2 separate regions of the Lactuca sativa genome follow, and region 1 is linked to region 2. The links are chromatin contacts, called in public Hi-C maps. All regions are on one chromosome and are shown on one strand. The core of a region is the stretch at or near the end of the contact, and the rest is flanking DNA. Distances in the headings are between cores, read along the strand shown.

Region 1 (2,923 bases), core at 199-2,698, 200 kb before region 2:
AAAACGTTTAATCTCTCTTGAGACATGGTCGAACGCAAATAAAATTTTAAAAGATATAGTTTTGAAAAACTTTTTTCCGATGATGCAACTGTAATAGGAACAGTCAACAATATTCTGTATGCTAGACAAGAAATTGGATAAGTGTTCATCATTTTTAGGAAATTTAGTATTCCGTTAGCTGTATTGTGTTCAGCCGGTAAATGTTTTTGTAACAACTCCATTTTGTTGAATAAATCATCAACATTAATGTCTGAGATATGACCATTTTGCAGCCTCTTTTCCAGATTTTTGCAACATGACTTTAACTCGATAGTATTCATTGACTTCAACTTTTCTGTTGTGAATAAGAAACCAGAAATGTCTTCATATTGTTTGTATTGCTCAAACATTCGCTCCAATGAACCAATAGCTTGATCAATTATGTACACAAAATATTGAATCCTAAATGACTCTTGAGGTGAAAGTTCATGAACCGGCTCTGATGACCTAATGTCATTCTCATCAAAATGTCTTTTTCTAACAACTTTTCTTTTATTATTTTTCTCAACAAACACTGGATAAATTTCCAAATCAGAAGCTATAGCTCTCGCACAATCCAAAGCCTTCCCAAATCCATTCTCTCGATAGTCTTTAAAAAACTCAACAAGTGCTCCCACATTACTCATTGTCTCATCAATACGCATAGTCTCAGACTGAAGTTGTTTGCTCAAGTTATTTACTTTAGCCAATATATGATACCATATAACCATACCTGTTATAAAGTCAAATCTGCCAAGTTCATACTCTCCTAGACAAGTAGCTTCACTTATGATCTTTATGTCTGTCTCTTCTTCAACAAGTTTACGCAAAGCTTTTACTATTTCAGGAGCTTGAGTAATTATGGTTTTCACACTTTCAATCCTACTTTCCCACCTTGTAGTTGACAATGATTTTAAAGTGAGACTTTGTTTCGGTAATTAAAACGCATTGGAGGCCAAATGTTAAAACGCATCTAAAATTGGAACCAAAAGTTACTAGGCTAATTTTATTTATTGATAAAACATAAAATCAGATTTTTCAAAAATACCAATACTATAACTATAAATTATCCTAAAAATCGGAGGCCCCCTAAAATCGGAGGCCTGGTGCGACCGCATCGCCGGCACCACCCCAGGGCCGCCACTGTCCCTCGTTACATCTTCAACTATACATTCGTATAAACCTTTGAACATTCTCAAGCGCCTACGAAAATAGTACCATTGATAAGTGGCATTCTCTTGAAAATAGTTTTATACCAAACGTTGGTTGGCTTCTTCACGATTTCTGAAAATATATCTTCGTGCTCTCCGTTGAGAACTTTCAGCTGCTTTATTGCATAAAACATCGTATGTTTGTTCTGCCATTTGAGCACACGCAATAGCGACATTAAAAATAACTTGAAATTCTTCAAAAGATGAAGAAGATGACATTTTTTTAGGGAAATTGGTGAATTTTTTTAATAAATTAGAGAGAGAAGGGTTTGTTTTGTTTGAAAAAAAATGTATGTGTATTTATAGGAAAGAAAGGAAAAAGGAAAGAAAAAAAAAATTCAACGGCCGAATATGTGACCGTTTCCTCCCCAACCAATCACATTGCACGGCTGTAAAGTGCCATACCACGACCTAAACCGCAGGAGACCGCGGTCAAGGGGTGGTGTGCGCGACTGATGTGGCAAAACCGCGGCCACTCCCACCGGTCTTAAATAATCCATACAGAGTCGACTTCATATCATTGTCTTAAATGTGTGTGTGGTTTTATTTATTTATTTATTTATTTTGACTTAATGACTTAATATGGATATGACGGAATCAGATAAGCCGTTCAACTTTTCTTGATTGATGCTCATTAATTGAATATTCTTAACATAAAAGTGGATGTTTTTTCTATAATTTTTTTATTTGTAAAATACTATGATTTTGCTATGTTTATTGTCATTTATAAACTTTTTAGTTTGTCGGTCCTAGGCCCGGATAAAGGATGATGATTTACAACGTTAAGTATAATAAAGGCTAAAGGGCCTCAAATTCTTTGTCCGCTTAGGGTCCCCACACTGGTTGAGTCATCCATACTCTTTAGTATAAGGTGTCGTTTGTTTTTTCGAAACGAAAATGTCTGAAGTTTGCGGACCACCACTGCAACCCTCTATATCAGAAGAGGGGGACCAAACGGCTACAACATGTAACAAAAAGTTTGTTTGTTTTTTAACATCTGCAGACTGCTGCAATAAATTAAAATAAGGTGTGAAGATGTTTGAAGCAGAGGGTCAAGTGATGCGCCACACATCACACGCTCAATAATTTTTAAGTAAGAAGTTTTCTGAAAAACAAACAGCTGCAAATGGCCAAATGATGCGTGTGTGCTGTGCGGCGCAACAATAAACGGTTAGAAGATGTTTTTTTTAGAAAAATAGCCAAGGGGTAAGACATATGTTTTGGTGCTGCTATTCAGAGAATCCTTCCGTCCTAATTCATTTCCATTGTATCCAAATACATCTTCTTTGTTTTGTAAATTTATAGACTAGCATGTTTCTAAATACCGATCCAGATGAAAATCATGTAACCATCAAATCACTTGTACAATCGGGAAATATGATTCATACATAATAATTTATATATTAGAAGATTATACAACCCTTCAAAACATAAATCATTGTGTATATTATAAAAAAAAATTGATACGTACAGATAAGTTCATATACAGGTTACCATTACTTGGATACATTTATTATCACATCGTAACATGTTACTTTATGCTGCTTTATGCGTGACATTGTATAGCCCATTAAGGTCTTACTAGACCCCAGTGGAATATGATCCATAATGAAAACGAGTTATAACATATATTTCCTTTTATGCAATAGTTCAAGCCTTCCCTCATTCCTTACTTTATGAGATATTTCAACTTT
Region 2 (2,720 bases), core at 192-2,691:
GAACAACACCACTTTCCATCCATGATTCCCACAGTCAACCCCCATAACCTTTACAACATTCAATCACTATAAACCCCCCTTATTTCTCCATCACAGCCACACCCTTTAACCCATCTCCATTACAGCCACCATCAACACCATTTCCTCTCCATTGTTGCCATCCCCTGTCACCCCAATTACAGAGCACCCACATGTTATCGAGCCTCAAACCCCACACATTCATCTCCAAATTTCTAGACCCTATACATCGTCCTCTTCACCCTTTAAACCTGCAGAAAACACGAAAAAGAAAGGAGAAGGGAGGGAGGTGATCGAATCAAGAAGGGTGACCCTTTAAACCTGCAAAAAAACATGTAAAAGAAAGGAGAATGAAGGGTTGTGATCGAATCAAAAAGGGTGAAGAGGTGGGTCAAGGGGCATACCTGTAATCGAAAATGGGTGTGAAGAGGGAAGGTCTCAGTGATCTATTGGAAGATTGCTTTAAGGCCACTACAATCCCGCTTTTGAAATCAATCAAAGCTCACTGGTGATCAAGCATACTCTTTGATGGCAGATTTCAAGACAGTGGGTAGAGACACGCATCTTGTTGCAACTGGTCTTTGCTTACAACCATGGAGATTCATTCTTCTCAAACAAGGTGGCAGGGGAAAGCCCTAGATCATTTCAATTTGGGAGAAATATATCTTATTTTCCTTGTAAATAAAAAAAACAACCGGGTAACCTACAATAACAGGTAACCTCGTATTTTTTATACTAAAATAACAATAATGGTCTTTTTGGTACAATTTTGATACTTCATTACCTTTTTAAATCATTTTCTCATTTTAAAATTAAGTTTAAAACTATTATTAAATAAAAAAACCTCATAATACAAAAACCAATTTCAATACTTTTAGGATCCAACATACAAGTATTGCAGAATTGTTTATTTGACTAATTCTATATATACCTCATATATGTGAGTGAAATGTTAACCTCATATGTGAGTGATTTTTTATGAGTGAAAACCGTTTATATCAGTGAAGCTTTTAAATGACATCATCTTTCCAACGGTTTTTTTTTTCATATTAAAAAGGCACCAACTAATCTTAAAAGTGTCAAAATCGAATGAACAATTTGTTATATAATGTTAATATAATTATTCCTAAAACAAAGAAATTACTATTAGATAACTTTGAAATAATAAATAGTTACTAGTGCGAGTACGTTATGTGGGATGGATATCAATATTATTACATCATTATAGTTGTCGAAATCAGATAAGTTGGATAACAAAATCAAAATAATAAATAGTTTTGATTGATCTAAAACATATTTTGTCCTAAATTACACAAGTTGTTGATTCATCTATTTAATTTTATTATGTTAACCCATAAAAAATAAATTATAACTTAAAAAGTCAAAACCATTTGATCACCGATAGAAACGATGTAAATAAAAGCTTTGGTATTCTAAGCCTTCTTCTCTCACTCCAACAAATGAAAAAAAGGAAAAATCATTGACTGACTGACAACCCCATATGATTCCATTCCATCCCCAAATCATATAAATAAAACCCTTACCTGATATGCATATGACATGACCTATTCCGGCCGGCCAACTACCATTTTGTTCGGAAAAATATAACCTTTCACGGTGGAACTAATCAATTCTTCAATGGCTTCTTGATTTTACTATCACAATCAACCGTCGATCCACACTCCTTCCATCGTTAGAACCCTAATTTATCACCCATACACATACCCAACCTAATAACTTCGCCATTAATAAACCCACTACCGGTGATGACGACCATAGAAGGGCAAGATAGAGTCTTAGCAACGGCTCAACAAATCGTCAAGAGCCTAAACATCAATACCAAAGCAACCGAGGATATGATCTTGATTCTCTCCAGTTTTGATAATCGGTTGTCTAACATCACCGATTTGATGGAGGGAGGTACCGGTGATCGGTTTATGTCCGCAGAGAAGATTATCCTCCGGCATGATTCAGGTCTCGGTGAACCTTCGTCCAGGAGCTCTTCGCCATGGGAAGAGTCGTCTACAGAAGCTGCTGAGTATTTGGAAGCTGTTGACACGATTATCCAGTTAACGGAAGACCTCAATATCCAGTCCGATGCCGACAGCGAGATCATGGATCGAGCTGAAAACGCGCTCCAGTTAGCTATGTCGAGGCTGGAAGATGAGTTTCTTCATATTTTGATCCGTAACACAGTCCCTCTTGACATAGATCGACTCTATGGATCGATCCGCAAGGGTTCATTCTCGTTTCCGTCAAACGGGATTGAAATTGGGGACGATTTTGAAAGCTACAGAGAAGATGAAGATGGTGGGAGCGGAAGTGGGTATCATCACGAAAGAGGCCCGAGCTTAGGTGGTGATGTTTTCGTCGATTTGATCCATCCTGAAGCAATCAAGGAGCTGAAAGCCATCGCCGATCGGATGATTAGGTCCGGCTATGAAAAAGAGTGTTGTCAGGTTTACAGTAACGTCCGGCGTGATGTCTTAAACGAGTGTTTATCCATTCTAGGAGTTGAAAGGCTTAGTATCGAAGAAGTACAGAAGATTGAATGGAAAATTTTGGATGAGAAAATGAAGAAATGGATTCAAGCGATTAAAATCGTGGTCAAGGTTCTTCTTTTTGGGGAAAAACGATTATGCGAACAAGTTTTCAGCGAATCCGAACTTATCAAAGAAATTAGTTTCGTTGAAACAACAAAA

The links. A called contact is a pair of places that touch in the nucleus more often than the background predicts.
Region 1: a Hi-C map of bud shows a contact between it and region 2, with 10 times the contacts expected there. The contact joins the promoter of LOC111915250 here to the promoter of LOC111915261 in region 2. A contact is called at or near these places in 3 of 4 Hi-C or Micro-C datasets (bud and leaf).

What each region holds. Positions count from the first base shown.
Region 1 is chr4:134,425,076-134,427,998 of Lsat_Salinas_v11, reverse strand. It overlaps LOC111915250, which reads right to left and starts at 1,448. Exons shown (of 4, transcript XM_023910922.1): 1 at 1,275-1,448; 2 at 1,202-1,221; 3 at 1-912. The coding sequence starts at 1,448.
Region 2 is chr4:134,221,948-134,224,667 of Lsat_Salinas_v11, reverse strand. It overlaps LOC111915261 (exocyst complex component EXO70B1), which reads left to right and starts at 1,441. Exons shown (of 1, transcript XM_023910935.3): 1 at 1,441-2,720. The coding sequence starts at 1,785.